3 separate regions of the Mus musculus genome follow, and all the other regions are linked to region 3. The links are chromatin contacts, called in public HiChIP or PLAC-seq and promoter capture Hi-C maps. All regions are on one chromosome and are shown on one strand. Each heading gives the region's core, a stretch centred on a gene start, on an enhancer-like site or on the middle of the called end of the contact. The rest is flanking DNA. Distances are from core to core; before and after follow the strand shown.

The links. HiChIP or PLAC-seq counts read pairs in DNA pulled down with a chosen protein or histone mark. Capture Hi-C pulls out chosen DNA fragments and counts their contacts.
Region 1: a contact with region 3 is called in an H3K4me3 HiChIP or PLAC-seq map of bone marrow-derived macrophages, with 5 times the contacts expected there. The contact joins two enhancer-like sites. A contact is called at or near these places in 7 of 39 promoter capture datasets (the 3T3-L1 cell line, embryonic stem cells, liver and 2 more) and 1 of 115 datasets of contacts at active chromatin or transcription factors (bone marrow-derived macrophages).
Region 2: a contact with region 3 is called in a promoter capture Hi-C map of adipose tissue. The contact joins two enhancer-like sites. A contact is called at or near these places in 3 of 39 promoter capture datasets (hippocampal neurons, liver and pre-B cells) and 2 of 9 other capture datasets (adipose tissue and liver).

What each region holds. Positions count from the first base shown.
Region 1 is chr4:120,008,538-120,012,791 of GRCm38.p6, forward strand. All of the region lies in intron 2 of Hivep3 (human immunodeficiency virus type I enhancer binding protein 3), which reads left to right. It overlaps Gm38632 (a long non-coding RNA gene), which reads right to left. Exons shown (of 5, transcript XR_003955100.1): 2 at 3,208-3,317; 3 at 17-74. Among named protein-coding and RNA genes, the nearest start is that of Gm38632, 23 kb to the right of the region's middle. Within about 2 kb of position 1,429, at least 25 of the 459 cell types and tissues checked have an H3K27ac peak or open chromatin away from gene starts, as enhancers often do. A contact at or near this core is called in bone marrow-derived macrophages, where this site is marked.
Region 2 is chr4:119,273,713-119,278,210 of GRCm38.p6, forward strand. It overlaps Ybx1 (Y box protein 1), which reads right to left. Exons shown (of 8, transcript NM_011732.2): 8 at 3,615-4,498. Among named protein-coding and RNA genes, the nearest start is that of Ybx1, 19 kb to the right of the region's middle. Within about 2 kb of position 1,714, at least 57 of the 459 cell types and tissues checked have an H3K27ac peak or open chromatin away from gene starts, as enhancers often do. A contact at or near this core is called in adipose tissue and liver, where this site is marked.
Region 3 is chr4:119,735,612-119,740,216 of GRCm38.p6, forward strand. It overlaps a transcript of Hivep3 not described here. Among named protein-coding and RNA genes, the nearest start is that of Gm35957, 14 kb to the left of the region's middle. Within about 2 kb of position 2,985, at least 87 of the 459 cell types and tissues checked have an H3K27ac peak or open chromatin away from gene starts, as enhancers often do. A contact at or near this core is called in adipose tissue, bone marrow-derived macrophages and liver, where this site is marked.

The DNA of each region.
Region 1 (4,254 bases), core at 179-2,678, 270 kb after region 3:
GGTCTTAATATACAACCTCTACACCATTCCTCGGTTTCCCTTGATGCTCTTCCACTCATGTTAGAGCTGAGACCCTGTAGAGTCAAAGAGAAGTATCATCAAATAAAGGGAATGAACACGGGACACAACTTAACACCAGGGGCTTGAGGTCACCTAGGCATCCCAGCTGGGGGGTTAGGGGAAGAGCAGTTCCACCAAGGAAGCCTCAGGACGGGCCTTACATGTGGTCAGCCCCAGATCACTGGGGCAGCAGAGACTCAGCTGTGTCAAGCTCTCTGGGGACAAAGTGTGTTGAGGTGGATGTTCCCCACCCAGGTCATTCCAATGGTTCCTTGTCATACAAAAATAGCTGGAAGGAAACAGTGGCAGGGGAGCTTCAGGATAAGAGGCAGGACTCTTATGAGCTGAGGGTCCATCCCACCGTTTTAGGAGGGAAAGAGCAAAAGTATCAATAAGTTAATGAATGAGGCGGTGGGAAGCCTGGGCTGAGAAGGTCTACTGTTTGCTATGTCCAACTTCTGACTTCTACTTCATTCTGCTTCGCCGTTGTCACCCAGAGAACTCTCCGCTCTGCCTAGGTAGGGCACCCGAGAAAGAAAGGGTCGTCCACCATGATACTTTGAGAGGACAGCCATGCAGAGGGCTGGGACAGGAGCATTAGAAAAAGATGCCGGGGGTGGGGTGGGGACATCTGTATACTGCAGTCCTCAGACCTGCTTCAGCCCCCAAAGGCCGCCTGCTTCCTGCATCTTTCTGTTCTCTTGGCTGCTTGCTGCTCCCTGAGCTCTTGTTTGCTCTCCATGCAGCTGGAGCCAAGGCTGGGACACTGATGCCAGAGACAATGTCATCTTCTCTGTGCAACTTGGAAACTCTAAGAAAAATGAGTGTGTTTCCCCTGCTCACTCCTTGGGGTGCAAAGCTCAGAGTTTGCCAGACTCTCCAAGGAGCAGGTGACCTAAAAGAAGGTTACAAACCACTGAGAGTTGGGACTTGTTGGATTGTAAAACAAATGACTTCACGTGGTTTAGAGAGGCAGGGAGGGAGTGCCGATGAGGTTCTGTGCTAAGCTGCCTCAGAGGACAAACTAGCATGGGGACTCTGCCATGCCCCCAGCATCCCTACGCAGCTAAGTGTGTGCTTTATCCCTGACATGAGACTGCTCTCCTTCCCTGTCCCAAGCCACAATCTCCCTGTGAGGCCTCTATCCAGCCCGTACTTGGCAGAAAGTAGAGAACCTATTTAAAAAGCTGGGGGAGATCTGAGCAAAGGGGGTTGGCAGTGGGTTAGAATCGCAGGGGTGGGTGCAACAAGGGGCCCACTGAAGTCTGCCCATCAGCCACGAAAGTTGGGATGTGTCAGTCCCTAATGGCTTCCTATCTCCAAGTGAGTCAGAATCATATAAATGTCATCATGGCTCCAGAGAAATGGTCACCAGTGGCTGCTCATGCCCCATATCCTCCGGCCTCAAGCAGTTCCCCAAACTCTGTCCTCAGAGCGCTTGTGTTCTCTGCTTCCTATGCCAGGAAACACATGTCCACGGTTCAGCTCCTTGCTTCCTTCAGATCTCAAATGACCCCTTCTCCAGTCTCCAGATAGATGCCTCCTATCACTACCACCCCACCATCCCCTTTCTCTGCTTCGCTTTTCTGGATAGCTCTGAGCTCCATCTAGCACACCAGTGTCCGTGGACTGAGCCCGGTACCTAGACGGTGTCTGCATCCACATCAGATACTGAATGGGCATCTGTAAGGTGAAGACATTGCTCTCTGCCTTTGTATACGCATACTGTTGTACTTCGTGTTGATCTTGTAACAACTGCACAGGGGTGAGAGTTATTCTCCTTCCAGTGAGTAAAGAAGCAGAGAGTCCAGCAACTGGAGCATTTCCTGGGTCCTCTGGGCCACTTGGGAAGCTCTGAGATTGCCATTGTTAAAAGCAAATAGCAAGCTCTCCTTCCCTGGCTGTGTCCAGATGTGATGCAGATGCTGAGATTTCAGACAGACCCCTCCCTTCACCTGCTCCCCCTTTCTGGGATCCTAGAGCATCACACAGGCTAAACACATGCTCTAGGGTAGAGCTGGACCCAGGCCTTGCTCACTTTCTGAAATAATTGTTAACCTCATACTTGAAAAATGTGACCTATAACCCAGAAATAAGTCCAGGAGGTCTCACTGCAGCTTCTGTATAGGGCCAGGCACTGGCTTGGAGTAGAGTCTGCTAACACCCACTGCTACATCCAGTCCTGATGAATGCCCTGTCTGTGAGGACAGATAAAGCAAGTGCCATGCTACCCTCAGGTTACAGCGGAGGCTTGCCAACACTGTGCCTCCGAGGACCCCACAACTCAGCCAGGAAAACAGGTGTCAATCAACTTTGTCCAAGTGGACTCCCTTTTTTCCTCGCTCATCTTGCTCCCTAAAGAATCCAAGGTAGAACGCTGGACTGTGGTGCAGAACGTGATGCTGGTGAGGTAAACACCTGGAGAGGGAAGGGGCTTTTCTACCTGAGACGTTAAGCCAGCTTGGCCCATGTGGTGAACTGTCACAAGGATCCCTGTCCCTTACCCCTCTGGCTGGGATGTGACTGATGACCATTGATCCCTGTCTTGGGGGCCAGGCCTTCCTCTCTCCCTCCACAGAGGAGATAATGAGGTAGAAGAAGGAGGTAAGCAAGCAGAGACGCGTGCTGTCTGCAGCCCTCCTCCTCTCTGCTCTCACAGACCTGTGGTGGTGAAGGAAGATGCTCTTAACAGGCTCTGCTCCTCCTGCATCCCTAACTGGAGGCTCCCCGACACCCTGAGCACAGTCAGTCAGGTGTGGCTGCAGAGCACAGCCCTATCTTTCTCCTGTTAGGGGATAATGGCTTCCCTGCTATCTGGGAAGGACATGGGGGTGCGGGCCGGGCTCAGAGCCTCCCTATCTCATCCTGTTAAGTGGCAGAGGCAGGATGGGAGTCCAGGGAGAGGGGACAGCGTGAAGCTGGCAAGGCAGATGAAGATCACTCAAGCTCTGGATTCGTATGGAGCCAGGTTCGAATCCTGCCTTCCCCAGCCAGGCACTGAGTGCTCTCATCTCTGAGAATGATGATGTCTGCTCTGCAGGGTTGTGACAGTGAGCTTGGGGGAGGCATGGAGCTATCTAGGTGAAGGAGCCCAAGAGGCAGTCCCCAGACAGGAGCAAGCTGTGATCCTACAAACGGGTCTCTTACCTCAAGTTATAGGTAAAAGAAACTGAGTCTGGGTGAGTCCGTAGAGTTCCCACGGCCAGCAATGGTGTGAGGTCATCGCACCTCGAGTCATCTGACTCCTGACTCCACCCCTGAGGAGAGAAGCACATTCAGCAGGGGGGGGTCCCGGACAGGTCACATGGGCTGACCCTGGAGGAAGCCACTAGAGCATGTGGCCTTGGAGCAGAAGGTCACAGACGCCAGCCAGAGCCACATAGCCAAGGTGGTTGGTGGCTTTGCACTGACTGACTGGTGACCTGGAGTCTAGCAGGCCGGGCTTCCCTTTCCGTTTCCTTCCTGTGCTGGCTGTCAAGCCGAGTCACCTTCAGGAAGCCAAAGCGGTGAAGCAGAGAGCAGGGAGACCTGGGTCCCCCACATCTCTGTCCCCACCTCACCTCGTGACCCCAGGCCAGTGGCTTCTCCTTCTCAGGGCCTAGTTTCCACCTAGGTCAAGTCAGCTGGCTGCTGGGTCTCTAGGAGGTCGCCTGAAAGGATTTTCCAGGGACAGTGCTCTCTGGGAGAGAGTTTACAACAAAGAGCCACTTACTCAGCTGGTCACCCAGTGAGTGGCTTGATGGTCACTAGGCTCCACAGGAGCACTCTTATGCAGGGCCTGACTGTTACCATGAGTGTGTGTGTGTCGGGGGGACCAGGAGAGTGGCAGTGATATCCTGAGCCTCTTCTGTCTTCCCCTCCTTTGTCTCTTGGTGCTTCATTTTTAGGCCAGCTTCTCAGGGCACATGCTGTCCTGTAGCAAAACCATATCCAACAGGGCCTTTGCTAAGGACCCAGCCTTGGTTCCTGTAGTAAACCTTCCATTCACTGAGACCCAAGAGAATGTTTTTCTCATATGTGTGAATGTGTTATTTGTATGAGTGCATGCATATTTGGTTTTGTGTGGCTGCACATATGATGCTAGCATGCACACCTGTGTTTGTGTTTGTGCAACGGGAAGGCCCAAGACTGATGTCAGGAGTACTGGTGGAGCTTGCTCCCCAGCTTATTGATTGAGAGGCAGCATCTTTCAGC
Region 2 (4,498 bases), core at 464-2,963, 460 kb before region 3:
TGTAACAGGATCCAATGGCCTCTTCTGGTATGTCTGAAGACAGCTGCACTGTACTCATATATATAAAATAAATGTAAACAAAAACAGAAAGTTGTCAGGCAGTGGTAACACATGCCTTTAATCCCAGCCTGGTCTACAGAGCCAAGTTTCAGGACAGCCAGGGCCCTCTGAGAGAGGAAGCAGAGGCTTTTATGTGACCATTATTTATCGTATTGCCATTATTTTCCATTCCAATGTCTTACTAAGTTTTCTAGGTCATAGGACTAACTCTAGCTACAAGAGTTGAATAAAGCAAATTTCACATGTCTACTGGGTCACTAGCCAAGAGGCCTGCCACGGCATCTCAGTTCAGCATTCAAGTTACCTCATTTCAGAATTAATATTAATTAAGGCACTGACAGAACAAGCTCAGGTTCTTCATCTTACTGTCACAAAATGGGTGACGAGCCAGAAGGATCTGAGTTCGAGGCCAGCATGTAACATAAATCTCACTCCAGTGTAACTAATCCACTTTCACTTTCAGGAGGCTCTTACTTGGTTAATGTGCCAACTATACCATGCAGTAGGTAAACTGTCAGGGTGACCCCTCAGCCCATTCATGTTGAAGCCCCAGCTGCCATTGCAAGAGCCCGTGGTGATGCTGGGGAGGCACATGAACTTTCAGTAATCAAATCCTGAACCCGACTGGTAGAGTGCTTGCTTCACTTAGCTGCATGCAAGCACAAGACAGATTCAATTCAATGCTGAGCACTATCTCCAGGTCAGTCCTCAGACAACCCACTTAAGGAAGTTTAGTGTTTCAGGGTTTTGTTCATGACCATTTATTTTGCCCCTCTTCCTCTTACTTCTGGGCCTGTGGTGAGGCAGTCTTGACATATTAGAGGAATTATGGCAGAGCAAAGTCGTTTTGCCTCATGGTCCAAGACAGAAAAGAGGCATACACCCTTCTCTGAAGGAATGTCCCTTGGTAAAGAGACCTTCAGCTAGGCATCCCTCCTTCCCAATAGTGCTAATGGCAACAGAGCTGTCAATGAGACTTTTGGGTATATTCCAGATCTAAGCCATGGCAGGAAGCCATTCAATTTGGATGAGGTCATAAGGGTAGGGCCCTCAAAGTGGGAGTGGTTCCTCTGTCCTGTGGACAGAGCAGGAAGGTAACCATTCTTATGACTGTAAGCCCTATCACAAGGCTTACATTCATCTTGGACTTGCTAACCTTCAGAAGTGCTGCTTAAGGCACCTACCCAATTTATGGCATGATGTAACAGCAGTCTAACCTGCAATAACATTGCTCTTCTTCCCGTCTAGCTAAGCTATGGCCGTCACTTCACCCCACTTCCAAACCTACTCTAGGTTATTATTCAAAGTAAGTAACAGGTTCAATTATTTTGTTCTGAACTCAAGCAAGCCATAAGACCCCCTCCCCCTAAGGAGCTTCCGGTCTATCAGGGACAGACAGCAAACAGACAGCAAAATCAAGTAGTAGATGCTGATAGGCTGTGTTAGGAACAAGCTGAATTAGAGCAGGAATCCAGAAGAGCATGAGAACTTGTACACAGAGAGAGGATGCTGCATCTAAACACATTAGAAATGTCTTCCTAAACCATGGTCTTTTAAGAACCGGGAGGAGAAAGACATTTGGTTATCTGCAGGAACAGTTACAGCCAAGAGGAAACGCCTTGTGGTGGGGATAGTGCCTCACATGTTCCAGGAAAAGGAAACTGGAACAAACAGTGGACACAGGAATAGAATAGAGCACAGTGAGTCTGTAGAACACTGACTGAGATCTTGTATTTCTAGACTAGCTAGCTTTGGTTCTTTTTGAGGCAGGGTCTATGTAGTCCTGGCTAGTCTAGAGCTATGTAGATCAGCCTGGCCTCATAAGAGACCCTCCTGCCTGTGTCCTGGGCACTCCACCAGAACTTGGTAGGTCCCTTGCACTAATGTGGAAAACATGCAGCAGACAGCTTACACAGACGGCTCCTGCTTTGTGTGTCAGTGGAGGCCTGGGCACAGTCTGGGGTGGCTGTGTGCTGTTTCTGTTAAAGTCCACGGAAATTACACCAATTGGATATGGAGAATGTGATAAAAGACTAGGACTTCTGAAAGACAGTAGTGATTTTAATAAAAGTGGCCCTCATGGGGCACTTGTTTAATACCTGGGTCACCAGTTGGCTCTCTGGGAATTAGGAGATCACTGGGAATGGTTTGTGTTTGTTTTTTTTTTTTTTTTTTTTTTTTTTTTTTGGGGGGGGGGGGAGTTTCGAGACAGGGTTTTTCTCTGTGTAGCCCTGTCTGTCCTGGAACTCACTCTGTAGACCAGGCTAGCCTTGAACTCAGAAACTGGCCTGCCTCTGCCTCCCAAGTGCTGGGATTAAAGGCTTGTGCCACCATGCCTGGTGGGAATGGGTTTTGATAAAGACTTGCAGCTGTTTTAGGTTTGTGACCTGCCTTGTGGGTTGTTGTAAGCTTTCACAAGATGCAGTAGCAAATGCTTTTAGTCCTAGCTTAAAGACAGAGGCAGGTGAACCTCAGTCAATTCAAGTCTGGCCTATATAGGTGAGGTTATAGAAGTCTATTCTAACCCACTGATACTGTACAAACCCAATTAAATGTTTTTGTTGTTTTTTTCCTCTTAAAAGTCAATAGCAGCCTCCCTCCCTTTTCTCCAACACAGGCTTTCTGTGTAGTCCTTGAACTCATTTGAGGATGGCCTCAAAACTCCTAAGAGGTCTGCCCAATTCTGCCCCCCCACCGCCCCCAATGCTGGGATTAAAGATTGGTGGCACCATGTCCAGCCCACCGCAATGTTCTCAATATTTGGCTTTGATGATTCAGCATCTGAGTTCCCTTTTGGATTACATATTTCTCTGGTCACCATTTATGTCCTTGACTATCAACTTCAGTAGCCACATGTCTGTGACACACATTTTCATCAACATACCAGCCTGGATGTATGTTTCTATCACACATCCAGGCTTGGTCTGCGGGCTGGCGAGATGGCTCAGAGGGTAAGAGCACTGAGCGCTTTTCCAGAGGTCCTGAGTTCAATTCCCAGTAACCACATGGTGGCTCACAACCACCTGTAATTGAGATCTGACGCCCTCTTCTGGTGTGCTACAGTGTACTTATGTATAATAATAAATCAATCTCAGGGGGGTGGGGTGGAGAAAGACTTGGTATGCAGAACAATTCTATAATAGCCCCTGGGTCATTCTCCTTCCTAGTTAGATTAGGATCACATTTACTATTTTCATATTTTATTATTATCATCATAGGAAGTCCCATCCCAAATTGTGGTAGTAACCAGATAAAGAGGGGGCCTTCTTGCTGCTGCTCTGCTCTACTGCTTGATTCTTTTCCCAATACCACAAGACATACTTGCAAGCTTCTACTTTGAACTGAAGACATAGAGCTCTCCAGGAAACTTCCAGGTTCTTGGCTGGAATGCTGAGGCACCTAGCTTTAAGGACTAAGAAACTACCAGATTCTATGTTTCTCAGGTGACTCAGCTGTTACTATTTTAATGTAAAATGACCTGAAAGAGGGTCTATGCACGTATATTCATGGTTGTACCTAGAAAATTCATTAGCATATTAAACACAATCAACAATAGGTTTTATTTATTTATTTATTTATTTATTTATTTTTTGAGACAGGGTTTCTCTGTGTAGCTCTGGCTGTCCTGGAACTCACTCTGTAGACCAGGCTGGCCTCGAATTTAGAAATCCGCCTGCCTCTACCTCCCGAGTGCTGGGATTAAAGGCGTGCGCCACCACACCCGGCCCCCAACATTAGGTTTTAACCAACACTGTCTGTTATCGGTAAACTCACACCTGTGAATCTTACCCAGGAATTCTTTCACTATGCTCTTGACAGCAGAGTATTTACAGCAGTCACCATGACTGGTATGAGCTAACACTAACATGTCTCTGTGTGTTTATGTTAATAGGGCTGCTGAAGTCTTTCATCAATTCCTATTAGTTTCTACTACAAAGAATTGGCCTAAAAAGTTGATGGACTTGGCGGACAACTAGCAGCCATTAGTCCCCACTCAGCAGCAGTTCTTTAGTGCGATGCCAGTGCGCTCGCCCTGGAGCTTCTCTAGAGGGAAACACCCCAGACTAGCCCGGCCCCACAAAGCTTCTCTACCCCACTCACGTGGCTACAGCTGATGCCTCACAGCACTCCTGACAGACTGCTTACTGCTGGTGTTACCTGTTATTCTAAAAGTGGGAGAGAGTACTCAATTATGACAAAACTAGACATTATTATTTAAGACCTTTATTAACAGGTGCTTGCAGTTTGTTGACTTTTTTGAAAAAATCAAGTTGTAAACTTTATTACAAATTAAAAATGAAGTTCTTAAAAATCTCAACTTGACCAGATATGAAACAATTTAAAAACCGTTAAAGGTGTATTGAGAAAAACCAGGCCTTTTTTTTTTTTTTCTTAAAAAACACGTTTGTCATTACCAAAAAGAGACATCTTTAGGTAA
Region 3 (4,605 bases), core at 1,735-4,234:
AATCCTGAGCCAGTGTGTGGTCCTGCTTCTCTAGACTCCTCTTTCCACAGGCATTGATTTCTATGTGCTGTTCCCACAGTGTTACGTTCTGCACCACAGGGAGGAGAAGGACACTTCACAGTGTCACATAAGCACTGGGGTGGAGTTCTTATGCGGTCCTTTACTTTGCTACCAGAATTCTATGACTTCGATGACAAACCATCATCTTCCCCCTTCCACCTCTTTATCAATGGGACAGCAGTCATGGAAGCAGATGAGCCAACTACCCTTGCTGTCCTGGGAGCTGGAGAGATGAGTTAGTGAACCTAAGAATGGAATGTCCTCTTGCTTAAGGCACAGCCTAAGATGCAGTATGAATGAATGGTGAATGTGGATGTGTGTGAGGGACAAGAACTGGAGGGTATACACTCTGCTGCTACCAGGCTCCCCGTGCGACTGCAGTGAAGGAGAGGCAGCACCCTGTTTAAGCATTGTTAATTTTAAAAATTACATTTATTAATTTATTGTGTGTATGTGTGTGTCAGAGTGTGTCAGACAGAGCAAGGAAGGGAGGGAGGGAGTGGGGAATAACTTGACCGAGTTGATTCTCTCCTTCCACCACACATGGGTCTACCACATTGAACTCAGGTTATCAGGCAACTGCCTTAGAGCCATCTCACCAGCCCAAATCTTTACTTCTGTCATCGTCATCGTCATCGTAGTAGTAGTAGTAGTAGTAGTAGTAGTAGTAGTAGTAGTAATCGTCGCGTAGTAAAAGCAGAGGAGAGATGCTTCCGTTAGCTGAGATAGCATGTGCAGTGCTGTATAAGGAAGGTATCTATGAGGAACCCTTGGCATTGGCATCATCCTGCAGGAGTCAGGTGATGGCAGGACCTGACTTGCAGACCAATGGGCTCCCAGAATTATGGTATCTAGGCTTGGGAGGATGCATGAGAAGTCACTTAGGGGGCTGGGGAGATGGCTTAGTGGGTAAAGTGATCGCCGTGCAAGCATGAGGACCCAAGTGCAGATCTTCAGCACCCACATCAAAACAGGATGCGTAGCATCAATCTGTAATCTCAGTACTGCTGGGGATGCAGACAGGGGGATCTTGGGACTTCCTGGATAGCCAATCTAGCCAATATGGTGAGCTCCAGCTTTCGTGGGAACTGTATATCAAAAAAAAAAAAGGTGGACAGTGATAAAGAAGACAACTGGACATCAAACTCTGGTCCTCACACATGCACGCATGACCACACCCATCCAATACACATGCATATATGGCCCCCCTTTCAAGTCCATTGAGTTTAGCATTCCTGACCCAGTCTTTCCATCTACCACCTGTCCTATGTGGGCCTGTGTGTTCATACTGAACCTGCCTGGACACCTCCTGGGCAAAAAGAGCATCATACATAGATCTACATCAAAGGAGACAGGACTATGGGTTGGGAACCTAGCTTAGTGATAGAATGCTTACCTGGCATGCATGAGGTGCTAAGCTCTATTTCCAGTGCCACAGAAGAGTGATAGAGATATACAGAGTAATCTATATCTTATCACTTCTAACATACACATATGACTATATCCAGTGATATGGAATGGGAAATTTTGATTTGTGTTCTTAAAAGCTAATCTGTTATCAGTTTATAAAAAAGGGGGGAGGGGAGGGATTAAAGGAGAGGTGCTAAGCCAGGGAGACATTAGGAAGCCAAGGCTAGAATCCAGAATGAGGTGATCCAGGCTAAGACAGGTGGTGACATAGGATGGATCCTGGAAGAAATAGACCCCAGATGACAAGCCATATAAACAGCAACTGCCTTCCTATAACAGGACAAACACTCACCAGAGCCACTGACAGAATTGTTCAAGTTCAAGAAACCATTTTGTGTGTGTATCCCCAAAGCTACTGGATGGAATGGGGCTAATGAGAAGCCTCTATAGGAAACAGATCTTCCTTCTTCACAAGAAGGGAGGGTAGCATTTAGCTCGAGTGGGAAACTCCTTCAGTGCAGGCTGTTGTAATTCTTGGCTAAGTCAACACTCATTATTCTAGCCATTCTAGCCTCTGAAGTGTGGAGGTCGCAGAGGGGAGGCCCCGATCCAGAGCAGCAGCCTCACTTCCCCACTTACTGATGGAAGACACAGGCACTCTAGGCACGAAGAGTTGGGGGTGTAAAGGGCGATTATTTTGATGTTGTTGCCCAGAGAAGGGGTGTAAGTCTGACTGTTTTGAAGTGGAACCATTAGAACACGTTGGTATTTCTTTTTCTGTGATTTGGTTGGAGAATGTTCTTGTAGGAACTCTGTTCTCTGGTGACCCTGTTAAACCAGTGCTGGAGAGCCCATGTGCATCCTGTGGGTGCTGGGGAAGTTGCCCACCCCGGCGCTTTTCTTTTCTGCTGAAACTCAAACTGTGTGCTGCTGTGAGAGGCTGGGTGAGATGTTTGAATGACCACACTGACTGGAAAACAGGATAATGTGGGGGAAGCAAATGAGATTTGCACAGGAAACCACAAAGACAGAGAGGATATGGTTGGGAATGCTGAGTTCACTCTTCTCTTGGTACTTTACATATTTCTGGCTTAGAATGCAGCATTTCTTAAATATTCATATTTATAAATTCATAGGTGGAATTATATTGTGTAATTGAACGGGAACAAACTGTATAAATCTCTCTCTCTCTCTTTCTCTCTCCCTCCCTCCCTCTCCCCTTTTCCTCTTTCTCCCTCTTCCCCTCCCTCCCTCCCCCTCTCTCTGCACAAAGACTTTGGTCTTGATTTTTCAATATCTTTTAGGCTGGTGTTTCTCAATAACTTCTGTTTTGTTTTTTTTTTTTAATCCCCTGACCCATTTGGCGCTACCTGGAGACGTGGCTGGTTGTTGTAGCTAGGGTTGGCCTATGTACTTCCTAGCAGTTGGTGGGTAGAGACAAGAGATGCTGTTGACTATTTGTTCTAGGACACACAGCATCATGTCTTTTCTGCCACAGAGAACTGTGCAGCCCAACGTGTCACAGTCGTCAAGGTGGGAAACTTGTCATGATAGATGATTATGCAGATTCTTATCAAGAGCAAGTTGAGGGTCAGGGAAGAAGAAGGGGGAGAAACAGAGAAAGCAAAACTTTCTCTTTGGAGTATCATATCTGACATCCAGAAGGAGACCCAGTTAAGCTGAACTACTCTCTGCCACTGGGAGCTCTCTCAAAAGCTCGATTGCTCAACTCAGTAGTTTGGAACAGGAAGTGGAGGCCCTCGTAGTGGCAGGAAGCTGAAGGGGTGATGATTTGTAGAGGCAGAAGGTTTATATGCTGAGCAGGGCAGCCGGGCCCTACCAGAATGCTTTTGTAAAGTTCTAGGGACGTTTTCAAAGGTTGTCTTGTTGAGGACATTGAATGTGGTGCTGAGAAGACACAGCCTTTGCTCCAGCATTGTGACCTTCTAGAAGGCCATGGGTCTGAAGGCCTGTGTACATTCCAAATCGTCCCAAGAAGACAGCCAACAGCATTTTCAGGTTGCATCTTCTCCCCATGTCTCTTTAACATTCTCTTTTAACTACAGGAAATTTGAAGCATAAATAAAAATAAAGAAAATAGTAAGAGTCTTATCTGTATACTGCCCATCTTCAGTGACTGTCACCTGCAAACTAATTGGGATCTGTATTCCATCCCTGACTGTCCCCTTTTCCTAGTGTTGGGAATCAAACCAAGAGCCTTGCACATACTAGACAAGCTCTCCCACTGAGCTATGTCCCTAGACTATCTAACCCTCCTTTCTCTTAAGTGTGGACATAGAGTAAAAAGCTGCTGGTTTCCTGCTTGGGCAGTCAAGGAGATAAGTGGTTTTGGATGCTTCAGTCTCCCTAGAGGAAAACCGATGATGGACACACCACAATTAGAGGAGCCACGAGGGCTGCCTGTAAAAGGAGTAGGTTAGGTATATCAGGCATGGAGTGAGGGGTGGAGCTTAGCTCTTCTAGGTGAGTGAGCACAAGCCTTCAGAGACAGTTTGTTTCTTTTGAATGAGATGGAGGAGCCTGGATGGAGGAGCACACCTGGAATGCTCTCCTGGCAGAATCCCACATAAGGATCTAGGCACAGAGGCTTGTGTTTCTGGAAACAGCATAGCTACCTCATCTCCTTCCTGCTTCACCCCAGGTGTGCAGGGGTGGTGAGTGCCGAGTGTTCAGGGTCGACTCTGGCTCTCGTCTGGTGGCTTCTTGTGGAGTGGCTCCTCTCTAAAAGCATAAGCTGGAGAGGCAGGCACTTGTTAGTCTGAGAGGCCCTTTGTCCTCTGTCCCTGCATCTGGCAGCAGAGGAAGGCCTCCTTTCCCAGCGTCAGTAGCCTACCCCACACAGTGACAGCCAGCTCTGCCGTTTACTTTCCATTCGAGCTTGCTTGCTTGCTTGCTTGCTTTCCCCGGCAGATTCTCCCTAGCCTGAAGGACCTTGGCATGCCTTTACTTGACCCAGGGTTATGTTGTAATCTACATATAAAAATGGCTTCAAGAGTTGAGAGAGTTCTTGAATAATCATTTAATTAACGTCTATGAATTTTAATTAGCATGGATTTCTACAGACCTCGACCTCCTAGACCAAGTTCATGAGCAGCTATGTTGGTGTGGAGGCCT